2 separate regions of the Oryctolagus cuniculus genome follow, and region 2 is linked to region 1. A link is a contact called in public Micro-C data. All regions are on one chromosome and are shown on one strand. The core of a region is the stretch at or near the end of the contact, and the rest is flanking DNA. Distances in the headings are between cores, read along the strand shown. Region 1 overlaps FPR2 (formyl peptide receptor 2). Region 2 holds the start of SIGLEC10 (sialic acid binding Ig like lectin 10).

Region 1 (3,461 bases), core at 600-3,099:
AGACTTTTCTTGGTGCCTCTCTGGAAGCCTGATTAGATTAGCTAAGAAGCCTCAATCCAATTAAAGAATCGCTGTTCTTCGTTTGATGTGATAGTGTTGTTGTGGCTACTGTTTATGTTTTTTAAAATTTATTTCCATTTTACGTGAAAGGTAGAAAGAGAGCTTCCATCCATTTGTTCACACCCCAAATGCCCACAGCATCTGGGACTGAGCCAGGATGAAGCCCAGAACCTGGAGCTCAATCTTAGTCTCCTGTACTGGGAGCAAGGACCCAACTCCTGGAGCCGTCACTGCCACCTCCCAGGGCGCACGCTGGCAGGAAGCTGGACTTGGGAGCTGAGCTGGCACTCAGAGGAGGCAGGTGTCCCAGAGGGATCGGAACCGGTGATAAAGGCCCACCTTAATGGCTGTTGTTTCTTTTTTAAACACTTATCTGATATTGATACAGACTGAAGTGACTTATAATAGAATTCCTGAAATTTTCTTTAAAACATTTCAGAGTAGAAGAAAGAAAGAAGCGGCTAAATTAAATAAGATTGGCAAAATGCAATTTTTGAAGGTGGTGAATTTTTCTTTCTTTTTTTTTTCAGATTTATTTTATTTATTTAAAAGTCAGAGTTACAGAGAGAGGTAGAGACAGAGAGAGAGGTCTTCCATCCGATGGTTCACTCCCCAGATGGCTGCAATGGCTGGTGCTGGGCCTATCTGAAGCCAGGAGCCAGGAGCTTCTTCTGGATCTCCCACGCTGGTGCAAGGGCCCAAGGACGTGGGCCATCTTCTACTGTTTTCCCAGGCCATAGCAGAGAGCTGGATTGGAAGTGGAGCAGCCGGGACTAGAACCGGTGCCCATATGGGATGCCGGCGCTTAAAGCCAGGATTTTCACGCGCTGCACCACAGAGCCAGCCCTGGTGAATTTTTCTTTACTGTTAGGTATACTTGAAATTCCTATTAAGATATTTTTGAAAGAGTCTCCCATATCCAGTAATTCTACACCCAGGTAAATATTTTTATATTCATGTATTTGTATGTTCATATTTGACACCACACAGGTTCACAAACACTTAGTGCAAAATTGTTCACAGTAGTTAAAATCTGTAAATAATCCAAAAGTTCATTAATAGCAGAATGAAATCACAGCGTCTTCATTCAGAAAATTACTATCCAGCAATGAATTTTTAGAAACTACATGGTTGAGTCTTAGGTATTATGCTGAGAAAATAAGACATAACAGAGTATATTTAATATTTTTCTGTTTACATACAACACAAATCAGCAAAATCACACTACATAGTTTGGGAACACATAAGTATGTAGCAAAACCATAAAGGAAATTGATGAATTAGTCAGTGTAACAGTCAAGACAGTGATTGCAATTAAGGAGGGGGAGGAGCCGTGACTAGTTAGGGTCACGTCACCGTGGTGACTTCTGGAATGCTGACACAGTCTCAACTTGGGTAGGGGGACATGGGTGTTTCTTCTACAAAAATCCATTAAGAGTCATGCTAGCCTTTTAGTAATTTGGGGGGTTATAGGTTTGTTACATTCTACATTTTAAAAGTTCAAAAAAATGGGTCAGTTAAACTCAAGTCCCTTTTCTTTCACATTAGGAGCGCTGTATACCATCTAGATTTAGGCTGCCTGAGGAAGGGAACTCTGTTCATAGGAGGCTAAGTTCTAATTTGGGTCTAACGGACAGGGCTGAGGGCTCAAATGCAGCCACAATGGACCAGCCCTGCAGGACCTGCTGTCGGTCTCCAGAGCCAATGAAAACGAACTCACTGGACACTGAGGGCCACCTTGCGGCTGCTCTAACACGCAGCAAAGAAAGGGAGGTCGGGGCTCATCTTCAGCTAAGTGACCTCATCGGGAAATAACCCAGGGACAGCTCATTCTTTTCCTGTGAGCTCCCCCTGCAGGGAATTTCTGAGTACATTTGAACCAGGAACTTTGGTTTTTAAAAAATCCGGGAAGTCCCCTTCATTCCAGAACACACATTCCGGAGATTGGAGAAGTCTGGAGATCTCTCCTGAATCCCATCCCACCCTAGGAGTTACCACTCCTAGCCGATAAAAGCAAGTGAACGCAGATGTTTCATAACCTTGGGACGCGCAGTGTTTCCCCTCTCACATTCCTATCTTGTGCCTCCAAATACCTCAAGGCAACTCGTGCCCATTCATCTACAACAGGTGCTCTTCCAACAGAATTAACAGGGAAGGTATTTTCTAAAAGTTGTATGTATTCATTTTCATCTTATTTGACAGAGACACAGAAAGGGGAGAGAGAGAGAGAGAGAGAGAGAGAGAGAGAGAGAGAGAGAGAGAGAGAATATCATCCATCCTCTGGTTCACTCCCCAAATGCCTGCAGCAGCCAGGTCTGGGCCAGGCTGACCCCAGGAGTTGGGAACGCATCAGAGTCTCCCCCTTGAGTAGTAGAAATCTGAGTACTGAGCCGTCACCTGCTGTACCAGGGTGCACAGTATCAGGAAATTGGATTACAAGCAGAGGAGCCAAGACTGGAACCAGACACTCTGATACGGATGCAAGCACCCCAAGTAACATCTTAACTGCTGTGCCAAATGTCCAGCCCCAGGAGGGGTATTTTTTAAAGTATGAGTTAGGTCACTGCAGTGTCTCAGCATCCGATTCCTGGAGTCTGCTGCAGAATCTAGGAATCTGTATTTATTCACAAAGCTCCCTGGTGATGGGGACGAGTAGCCAGATTCCCCTGATCTCTGGTAATTAAATAACAGCCTCTTTGCCTGAGAACTAGTGCTGGACCTTGAAAACACAGATGTATCTTTATAGTCCACACCCAAGCTCTGGCTATGGGGCTAGTGATACAGAAGCCCAGGTAAGCCAACACATCTCCAGGGGGAGCTGTTGTCCCCACATCCTGGGCAAGGTGCTCTGGGAGCCACTTGGCCCTCAAGGTAGCTGGTGGGGAAAAGCTAAGCTGTCAACGTTCCACTGTTCTGAGAAGAGCTTCCCCGGAACAATCAAGAGAGTGGATGATTAGAGTGAACTCTCCCCCACCACAAAAGGAAATCAACTCATCTGCACTGGGTCATCTGTGCTCCTTGACGCAGAAAGCACATGAGAGGCGCTTAGACAAGTAAGAGGAAGAACCTCTGGTACAACGGGAACCCTTATCTACCACACGAGCCACACCTTCCTCTCCCACTCCCTCCGGTTCCAATAATTGCCTGTTTGCAAAGAATGGATTGCCAAATGGTTACAACAGAACAGGCTGTTTCAGTTGAAGTTGCAATCTTGTGTAAATTTGAGAAGATACAGGTAAAGAATTGACTAGATAAGAGCTATTTTGTGAATTAGAAGATGCTCTGGTTGACCTGATTCCAAGACATGGCTGATCCCGGTCCCTGGAGACGTTACCTACACAGCAAATCATTCCTGGAGGCTGGCGCTGTGGCTCACTTGGTTAATCCTCCGCCTGTGGCAC
Region 2 (3,461 bases), core at 589-3,088, 170 kb before region 1:
GGAGCTGGATCAGCGGGGACTGGACCAGCACCTCCCAGATGGGATGCTGGCACCCCAGGCAGCGGCTTCACGCGGCTGCAGGGGAGGGCGTGTTGTTCCCACCACTAGAGAGGACCCCTGCGGGGAAAGGCAAGGGTGACCAGCAGGGAGCAGAAGTGACCGAGCAGCGCCACAGCAGCGGGAGTGGCCAGAGGACCTGCGGCGTGGCCACCGCCTCCCAGGGCGGGGGAGCACCTGGAATGCCACGCCTTTCCCTCCCCGTGCCCCCTGCGCACTCACAGGCCAGGCGCAGGTGGACGGTCTCCTGGGTGCTCTTTGCCGCGAAGTCTGCGTGGCAGGTGAGCCCGGTGCCCTGGTCCTGGGGCCGGGGGGTAAGGCTGAGCACTGAGAAGTGGGAGCGCAGCGGTTGGGTTGCATGGGCGGAGACGGCTGCCCCCGTCCAGGAGAAGGTCGGGGCTGGACAGTGCTCAGAGGTCAACTTAAACACGCAGACGGCGTTTGCCGGCTGCCCGGGCTCCAGCATCCCGGGGATGAAGATGTCTGGCTTCTGAGTCAGGGCTGTGGGAGAGGGACAGTGTAGCTCTCCAGGGGTGCCCTGAGGAACCCCTCTGGCCCGGCCCAGGTCCTTCCCCAGTGGGAGGGACGGGGCTTCCCATCAGATTCCACACCTGCCACATCCAGGTAGAGCCACTGCTTGAAATTGTATTTCACTTGGGGCCCTCTCTCCAGCCGAAAGAGGTACCAGCCCGAGTCTTCCCTCCGCGCCTCTCTGAGCAGCAAGGAGCAGTTGTACTGGCTGGGGTCGCCCATGAGCAGGAATCGGCCCTGGGTGTCCGCCTGTACCTCCCTATCTGGGCGGTTTGTGGCCACTGGGAAACCGGAAATCGTGTGCGTCTCGCTTCTGAACCAGTAGCCGTACGCCGGGGTATCAGAAGTCCAGCTGTCCTGGGGGTATGTGAGGGAGCAGGGCACGAAGACGCACAGGCCCTCCTGCACCATCACGGAGCTCGCCGCTTGCAGCCGGTACTCCTGAGCCCGGGTCCCTGTGGGCAGACCGAGGCTCAACCCGCAGCCCCAGCCCCGACCAGGCCCCCGCGGCGCCGGCCCACTTACCCTCCGACAGCAGGGACAGCAGCAGAGGCAGCAGCATTGTGGCTTTAGGAGGCACTGGGGCACGGTCGGCACCCTCGCATTCCCCAGCCGTGCTTGTACCCAAGGGGAAGCCGAGGGCGGGAGCTGAGCCCTGGGAACCGAGGCGTGAAGGGAGCCCAGATGCGGTGGGACCCCCTCCCCCTTCGTGGCTGGGGCCTCCCCCACCCCCCCGCGGCCCCCTGGCCTACGTGGCTCTCTGCCCGCCGCCTGCTAGATGGGGTCCTGCCCCAGATGCCGCTGGTGGGAGGGGAGGGGAGGCTGTGTCTGGCTCCGGGAGGCTGTGGCTGGGTGGGGGTGGGGGTGGGGGCTCTCCCTCTGGGCCCTGGTCATTGAGGAAGCAGAAGTGAGAGTTGTCACTGGGGAGGCCCCTGTGGTGGTGGGGGGGGGCAGAAGAAGAAGGGGTTTTGGAGGGAGTAGTCTTCCGTGCTGGAGTGCACAATAAAATTTGCAGATAAAGAACGGACACCCTGTGGCCTGTCTTGCTCCCTGCCCTAAACACTGTGTACAATATACTTGCACTAAAAAAAAAAAAAAAAAGGCAAAAAAATCATTTTTTTTTAAACTCCCGAATTTAAATGTAACGAGGCATTTTGCATTTTTGTTCTAAACCTGGCAATCCCGGGCTGGTCTCTGCCCCACCTCTTCATCCAACCTGGTGAGCACACTGACCCCTGGCCCCCACCAGGCCGCTGTCCACGTCCATCTCCCCTCCCCCGCCCGTCTCGCTTGGGCAACACTGACTTGTGATCGGAACACCCGCTATCTGAAGCTGACGTTGCTGGCAGGCACGCCAGGCGGTGACGACACAGCCGGAGGTGGGGGGAACGTAGCTAAATGAAGTCTCCCAGACGTTCCCTCAGCCCCTCAGCCCGGAAACTGCTCTGACCCAATCATGCAGAGACACGGTGCTCACCCTGTCAGCCGCACGTACGGCATGCGCCAGGCGCCCCACCGCCCACAGCGCCCCAGCTGCTGGGACACCTCCATAGGGGGACCCCAGTTCCTGCTGGCACACAGAGGCCAGGACGGGGCTCCTGTCCCCATCCTGCCCTTGTCCTCACATCCAGGGTGTGGGTCGGTTCCAGCAGTTATTATAAAGGGGCCGGTGTTGTGCCCTGATGGGTTAAGCCGCCTGTAGCGCCACCATCCCCATCCAAGTCCCGGCTGCCCCACTTCAGATCCAGCTCCTGCTCATGCACCTGGGAGAGCAGCAGGTGACGGATGGCCCAAGTGCTTGGGCCCCTGCACCCACGTGGGAGACCTGGATGGAGCTCCAGGCTCCTGGCTTCCGCCTGGCCCAGCCCTGGCCGTTGCAGCCATTTGGGAAGTAAACCAGCGGATGGAAGACCTCTCTCTCTCTCTCTGTCTCTGTCCCCCTCTCTCTGTAACTCTGCCTTTCACATAAACAAAACAAATCTTAATAAAGTTATTCAAAACAAACGAGAGCACACAAGCTACCAACCATGATTCCCCGTTTTGCACGTTGACCCACACTTCTGTCAGCTGACACTGAGGGAGGCTGGGCTCAAGGTTCCTGGGAACGCCCCCCATCATTTCTTTGCAATTTCCTGTGATTTCATAGTTGCTTCAAAGTAAAGTTGAAATCAGTACCAACTAGGAGCAGGCATTTTGTGTAGCGGTTAAAACCCCTCTTGGGATCCCCGCCTCTCACATGGGAGGGCCTGGGATCGGCCCCGCCTCTGCCTCCGACCCAACTTCCGGCCGGTGCATTCCCTGGGAGGCAGCCCACGTGGGAGACCCAGGTGGACGTCCCGGCTCCTGGCTTTGGCATGGCCCAGTTCTGGCTGGTTCAATTATTTGGAGAGTGACTTGCCTCTCTGTCTCTGCCTCCGCCTTTCAAATAACGATCAGCCAAACAGTCATCATGTTTAAAAAGTGCAGGGTTTCTCAGTCTCCGCACTGTCCATATTTTGGGTCTGGGACCGTCCAGTGCTGCTGTAGGGGACAGAGCGGCCCCCCACCCCCACCCCGCTGGCTGCACTCCCAAGATACCACGAGCGCCCCCTGCCGTCCGATCTGGGACAAACAAGAACCGCTCGCAGGCATTTTTAGGTTGCCTCCTGCGCCCTGGGCTGCAAAGTGACCCCCGACGGAGGACCGTGCAGGTCCCAGCCACCGCCAGCACCCCTCCGTGCGGCAGCGGGGCCTGCGGGGGACTGGCTCTCCCCGATTCCTTCCCAGCAGGGTTGTTTGTAGCCTGCACCGCAGCCGGAACCCGTCGCTCACTCATTTCCATGGTGTCTCCGAGCGCTTAGAAGAAAACCCAAACTCCCCCTCCGACCCTACCA

What was found. Hi-C and Micro-C count contacts between places; a contact is called where the count stands out from the background.
Region 2: a Micro-C map of ear pinna shows a contact between it and region 1, with 8 times the contacts expected there. The contact joins the promoter of SIGLEC10 here to the enhancer-like site in region 1. A contact is called at or near these places in 2 of 6 Hi-C or Micro-C datasets (ear pinna and an unstated tissue).

Annotation. Positions count from the first base shown.
Region 1 is chr18:6,744,294-6,747,754 of mOryCun1.1, reverse strand. The region is part of intron 2 of FPR2 (formyl peptide receptor 2); the gene reads left to right. Among named protein-coding and RNA genes, the nearest start is that of FPR2, 13 kb to the left of the region's middle. Within about 2 kb of position 1,849, at least 2 of the 8 cell types and tissues checked have an H3K27ac peak or open chromatin away from gene starts, as enhancers often do.
Region 2 is chr18:6,918,636-6,922,096 of mOryCun1.1, reverse strand. SIGLEC10 (sialic acid binding Ig like lectin 10) reads right to left here and starts at 1,838. Exons shown (of 12, transcript XM_070062931.1): 1 at 1,341-1,838; 2 at 1,114-1,243; 3 at 669-1,043; 4 at 280-558. The coding sequence starts at 1,150.